Linked DNA regions of Sus scrofa: region 1 is linked to region 2. Evidence: chromatin contacts called from public Hi-C data. All regions are on one chromosome and are shown on one strand. The core of a region is the stretch at or near the end of the contact, and the rest is flanking DNA. Distances in the headings are between cores, read along the strand shown. Region 1 overlaps ZNF831 (zinc finger protein 831). Region 2 overlaps GNAS (GNAS complex locus).

Region 1 (2,720 bases), core at 43-2,542, 330 kb before region 2:
GCCCAGGGAAGAGGGGTCATTTCCCCCAAATCCATTGGCCCCAAAGAAATGTGACCACACTGGTTTCAGCCTTTGGCTCAAGCGCAGGGGGATGTGGGGGTGGTAGATGACGGTGCGGGTGGCAGATGACAGTGGGGGTGGCAGCCAGCCCCCTCCTCCATCGTCCCTCCTCTCCCTCGCCCCCTGGCAGCCCACAAAGCAAAGCGCTCCAAGTACCCATCCAGGAGCTCAGACCAGTGTGTGAGTATGTGCTTGGTTTTTTAAAACGTCAATTCATTACCATCATGTAAAAATCGGGAGGTTTAACTTAATGGAAAATTCTGGGTCTCTGGCTCCTCTATAGACCTAAATTAACAGTAATGAGCTGGCATGCTCACCGTGAAATATTGAAATTGTATGTGTAAGTGACATCTCAACAGCCTTACAAAACGCACGCTGTCCTTTACGGGCACCACGTTACAGAGGGGGAAACTGAGGTGGGGGGCACCTGGGCCTCCAACCCCCACCCCAGGTGCTGCCCCGCGGGTGCCCCTGCTGGGCGGCTACGGCTCCGGCTCCCTCCTCCCCAGCGTCTCTAGTTTAGAACACCGGCTTTTTAACCCTTTTACGTGTGCTCCTTCAAAACAAGGCCCTTTCCGAAGGTGCACCGGTGTGTTTCCAAGTTGGGGGGGATAGAAACAGCTCCCACCCTGGGCACAGAAAGATTTAAAAGTCCTGTTCGGTATGCGAAGACCCGGCAGCCTGGGTTTTGGGGCAGAATCTCGGATTCTGCATCATATGCCTGGGGAAAGCCCGGGAAAGGGTGGGCAGCCCCGGACCCGTTTCGTCCTTGATTTTTCACCCGCATCTCAACACCCGTCTCTTTTTTCCCCCTCTCCTGCCCTCCTTTCTCCGCTGGGGCTTCTGCCTCTTGGTATTCGTTTTTATTCTTGCACATCTGGGCGGCATTTATAGGAGAGCAACGAAACGACATGTAGAAAGCCAGGGTCGCCTGCGTGCTGAGACGGGGGCGAGAGCCGCTTCCTCAGCGGGGGTCCAGCCTATTTCAAAAGGCGCTGGGGTCTCTATCGAAACCCTCCTCTCCCTTCCTCGGGCTGCAAGCAGACTCGGGCACGGTAGAATCAGCCACCCGAACTCCAAAGAACAGAAAATAAATTCGTGCCAAGGGGTCCCCTGGTATCAGAGCAGACTCCCCCCAAGTCATAGCTTCCCCCTCCAAGTGGAGCGAGGTCCTGTCCACACCGGACACACACCTGGGCAAGGTCACGGCCGCCCCAGACAGAGTCCCCAAAGCTGGGTTTTTGCCGGACTCGGAGGGAGCCGAGCCGCCTGCTCCTCGCAGACAGGCGCTAGGGGGCGCCGTTGAAGCTTGGAAGACGATTTCCCATCAAATAAAAAGTCATGCTTCGTTTTTTTTTTCTTTTTTTCTTTTTTTTTCTTTCTGGGTAATAAATTCACAGGGCTTGTTTTTTAACCCCCACCAGAGGTTAGAATAGTTTCATTAAAAAAGTTTTGGTAAATTCATGGGCAACTTTTGAGGTTATGCGAGGTTGTTGTCAAAAAAAAAAAAAAAAGAGAGAAAGAGAAAAACAGCCTTTCTCTCTGCTCCTGTAAGACTCAGAATCACGGGGCGTGAGGGCGGACAGGAGGGGGGCTTGGGGCTCCTGTATTTTTCCAGAAGCGTCCACTCAGAGATGGGGCTCCCAAGGGTCTCTGACGCCAATCAGCGGGGGGTGGGGGCGGCAGAGGCCCCCGAGGCAGGAGCCCCACCGCATCCTGTGCCAGCTCGGCTGCTGCAAAGCCCGCAGCCCGCTGTCCATCAAAGGCTGCGTTCTCGATTTTTCCATCGCTCTCACCTACAGTCTGCGCGGGCGCTGGTCACGGCTTTTGCCCTCATCTCTTCCTGGCTGGAAGTCAGGAACAAAGCCAAAAAGTTTCAGCCCCTGAGTAGGGGTTAAAAAAGAATAAGAACTTTATCGGATTAATAAGACAAGAGGAGGCAGAAGAAAAACAGCGCGGTTAAGGGAGGGGGCGTCGCACATTAACTATGATTCAGAGACTCAAATGCACTGAGTTCATTTTTCAATCTGCCTTTAGCTAAGGGGGAAAAAAAAGGAAATTATAGAAAATTGAGAAACAAACATCTCCGAGAGTGCTTTGCACCCGGGGGTGCTTAATGAACACTTAATAATTTCAAACGCGAGTACTTAGAAAAATGGCTTTTGTCCATTCCCGGCATGCCAGGTGCCTCGTAGCAAAGAGGGAGAGCTGAAAATGACGGAAAATGATCCCTAATGTCTATGTGGAGGGGGGCACGAAAATTACTTTTTCGTGTCTCTGGAAGTTAGGGAAATAAACAAGCCAAAATTGAAAGAGTTTTAGCAAAAGAAAAAACCTTGGAATTGAACTTGCATTTCCTTTCCTCCAGGTCTGAACTTGGGCAAGACTCCTAATTAGGATGGAGAGAATGGCCACAACATCCCCTCCTGACCCCACGGGGCCATACTGAAAATTAGATGAAGAAAAACATTTGGAGGAAGCTCTCCAAATGCTCCAGCAGGAAGCAGTGCTTGTTGCTGGAGCAGTTTCTCCCCACTCCCTGCCAGCACCCAACGTGGGGTAAAGGCCGCAGCAAATGCATTTGTTTAGAGGGAGGCAGCAGCCCTAAGAGCTCCTGGTTGCCAGGGAGGCCAGAGAGGAGATGGGGCTGGAGCCTGGAG
Region 2 (2,825 bases), core at 175-2,674:
CGCCAGGCTGCCCGTTCCCAGTCACTGTCAGGGGTCGCGAATTCAGCAACGTCTGGAGGTCGATCCTCCCGCTGACTTATCTAAGGGGCAGGAGGAAGCCGCTTGGAAGGAAGTAAACAGGTTCTGGACCTGGGAAGATAAAAATCCAAGCGCCGGCCTCGCTCAGAGGGAAAGCCCGGCTGCATATTTAATGTCCTCGCCGGCCTGCGTGTTTGTGTTGGAAAGAAAGCTGGAACTTACACGCATAATTAAAAGCCCCCCCCCCCCCCCGAGGGCTGCGAGCCCCTGGGTGACACTCCCGCCTGTGGCCGCCACGCAGGGCCCAGGGCTCTCTCCCCGGTCCTGGCCATGGCACCTCGTCTCCTCTTGGGAGAACGTGGCTCTGTCCTGTTTGCTACCAGACAACGTTCTGCAGAGGCCCTTTCAGGTAGAGACTGTGTTTGTGCTTCAGGAGAAAAAGTGCGGTGGGGGGGGGGAGAGACCAAAAACAAAAAGGAAAGGAACCCAGGCCCTGAGTCGTTCTGAGCTGTGCCCTTGGAATCCATGACATCTATTCAAACACGCATCATGTGAACAATTCATAATATTCATCCCAGCCTTCAACTAGTTCGATTTTAAGGAAACATGTCAGGAGCTTTCAAAATTAGCTTAATTTCCTCTTCCTAAATATCATGCATCTTGGAAAGGCCCCTTTAGAGTTTCACTGGGGAGTGTAATTGGCAGGCTTCCGGGTTTCCAGAAGGGTATGCTAATATCTGGCAACTCCGAATGGCAATCCAGGCCTCCCTCAATTGAATCATTAGTTGTTAATGCACCTCTGAGTAACTCCAAGCTCAGGTGTGAAGCCAACCCAAGTATCACTAAGCACCACTTTCTCCTTGGGCTGCGACGCGGGACGGTGGGGCTGTTTATGTAACAAGCCAGCAACAAGCTGGGCTCTGCTGCTTCATTATTTGCCGGCCTGGCCTCATGCCTCCTTGCTCTCTTCTCCCCACCACCCCCGACTTTTTTTTTTCCTCCTTTTTTCAAGAAAGCAAAGCAGCTGTATAGGACTCAGATCTTTTATTTCCTGACTATTCTGTGTGTCAGAGCAGTGGACGATGGAGAAAAACGCGGGGCTTGTTATTACCGGCCTGAGCCGGAGTGAGTCAGGCACCGAAGCTTCGATCTGGACCTGACTCTGCCACCGGGGCCCCCTCCCGCCGCTGCCGCCACCGCTGCCCATCGGTACCTGGGGGGTGGGGGGTCCCGGGCTCAGGGGGCGGGGGGGCCGACTGCCCAGAGCCCCCTCCCGGTCCCCCCCAGCGCTTCTGGTTAGAATGCTGCTGCACTATTAAAAATGGGGCCCTCTCAGCCTCTGGCCTCAGAGAGCCCTTTATTAAAATGCAAATGTCCCTTAAGGGGAGCCCCACAGCCGCTGCCAGCTAATGGGATTAAGTGAACAGAACACAGCCACCTGCAGGGAGGTGAGGAGGCCTGGCCAGACCCCCTCTCGGAGGTGCCCGGCCCCAGGTCCCGGGTCGGGGACCCTGCGGCCGCCCGGCGGGGGTCGGCGCAATTTCCTGCGCCTCGTGGCCCCACGGCTTTCAAATCACTTCCCCAGGACGGCCGTCGCTTTCAAGGCATCGGACACAGGGGTCCGGACTCGGGAGGGCCTGGGGCTGGCGGAGGGAGGCAATCGCACAGAACTAATTCGTTTACAGAGGCAGCCTCTGTGATAAAGTGACTTGGCAAACGCACTTCTCTGAGTGGGTAAACAAGCTCCACTTCTCGTCCTGAAAATGGGTCTCCCTCGCCGCTCAGGTGAGGACGGTGGGAAGGCCGCACCCGCGCCGCCGCCGGGACCCGCGGGGGCCGAGAGCCAGTCCCCGCCTCTGAGCGCGGCGTCACGGAGGCGCCCTCGTCGGTGGCCGACCCCAGACCCTCCCAACCCGTCTGGGACTCACGGACTTTCTAGAGTCGCCCGTCGGATGCCGAGCCCCGAGGAGGCGGCTCCCGAGGGCCAGGGAGAGGCGACTGGAAAGCTGGGGATTCAGTTCTGCAGCTAAAGGGCAATTTTCTCTCCACCACGACGGGGAATTAATTACACTACTTGAATATCGACTATCTCTATTTGCATTAGAAAAAAAGGCTCAGGGCTCAGGATCTAAGACCGGGGGCAGCTCGGATCCAAGACAGAGGACGGAAACTAAGATGGAGGGAAGGCCAGGATCTAAGAGGGAGGATGGAAACCAAGATGGAGGGCAGGCCAGGACCTAAGATGGAGGATGGAAACTAAGATGGAGGGCAGGCCAGGACCTAAGATGGAGGATGGAAACTAAGATGGAGGGCAGGCCAGGACCTAAGATGGAGGACGGAAACTAAGATGGAGGGCAGGCCAGGACCTAAGATGGAGGATGGAAACTAAGATGGAGGGAAGGCCAGGACCTAAGATGGAGGATGGAAACTAAGATGGAGGGAAGGCCAGGACCTAAGATGGAGGATGGAAACTAAGATGGGGGGCAGGCCAGGATCTAAGATGGAGGATGGAAACTAAGATGGAGGGCAGACCAGGACCTAAGAGGGAGGACGGAAACTAAGATGGAGGGCAGGCCAGGATCTAAGATGGAGGATGGAAACTAAGATGGAGGGAAGGCCAGGACCTAAGATGGAGGACGTAAACTAAGATGGAGGGAAGGCCAGGATCTAAGAGGGAGGATGGAAACTAAGATGGAGGGCAGGCCAGGACCTAAGATGGAGGACAGAAACTAAGATGAAGGGAAGGCCAGGATCTAAGAGGGAGGAGGGAAACTTAGATGGAGGGAAGGCCAGGACCTAAGAGGGAG

Evidence for each region. A called contact is a pair of places that touch in the nucleus more often than the background predicts.
Region 1: a Hi-C map of epiblast stem cells shows a contact between it and region 2, with 2.9 times the contacts expected there. The contact joins two enhancer-like sites. A contact is called at or near these places in 1 of 5 promoter capture datasets (liver), 25 of 47 Hi-C or Micro-C datasets (adipocytes, alveolar macrophages, brain and 14 more) and 1 of 2 datasets of contacts at active chromatin or transcription factors (skeletal muscle).

Annotation. Positions count from the first base shown.
Region 1 is chr17:59,345,838-59,348,557 of Sscrofa11.1, reverse strand. The region is part of intron 3 of ZNF831 (zinc finger protein 831); the gene reads right to left. Among named protein-coding and RNA genes, the nearest start is that of ZNF831, 35 kb to the right of the region's middle. Within about 2 kb of position 1,292, at least 20 of the 83 cell types and tissues checked have an H3K27ac peak or open chromatin away from gene starts, as enhancers often do. A contact at or near this core is called in epiblast stem cells, where this site is marked.
Region 2 is chr17:59,017,425-59,020,249 of Sscrofa11.1, reverse strand. All of the region lies in intron 1 of GNAS (GNAS complex locus), which reads right to left. Among named protein-coding and RNA genes, the nearest start is that of GNAS, 33 kb to the right of the region's middle. Within about 2 kb of position 1,424, at least 15 of the 83 cell types and tissues checked have an H3K27ac peak or open chromatin away from gene starts, as enhancers often do. A contact at or near this core is called in epiblast stem cells, where this site is marked.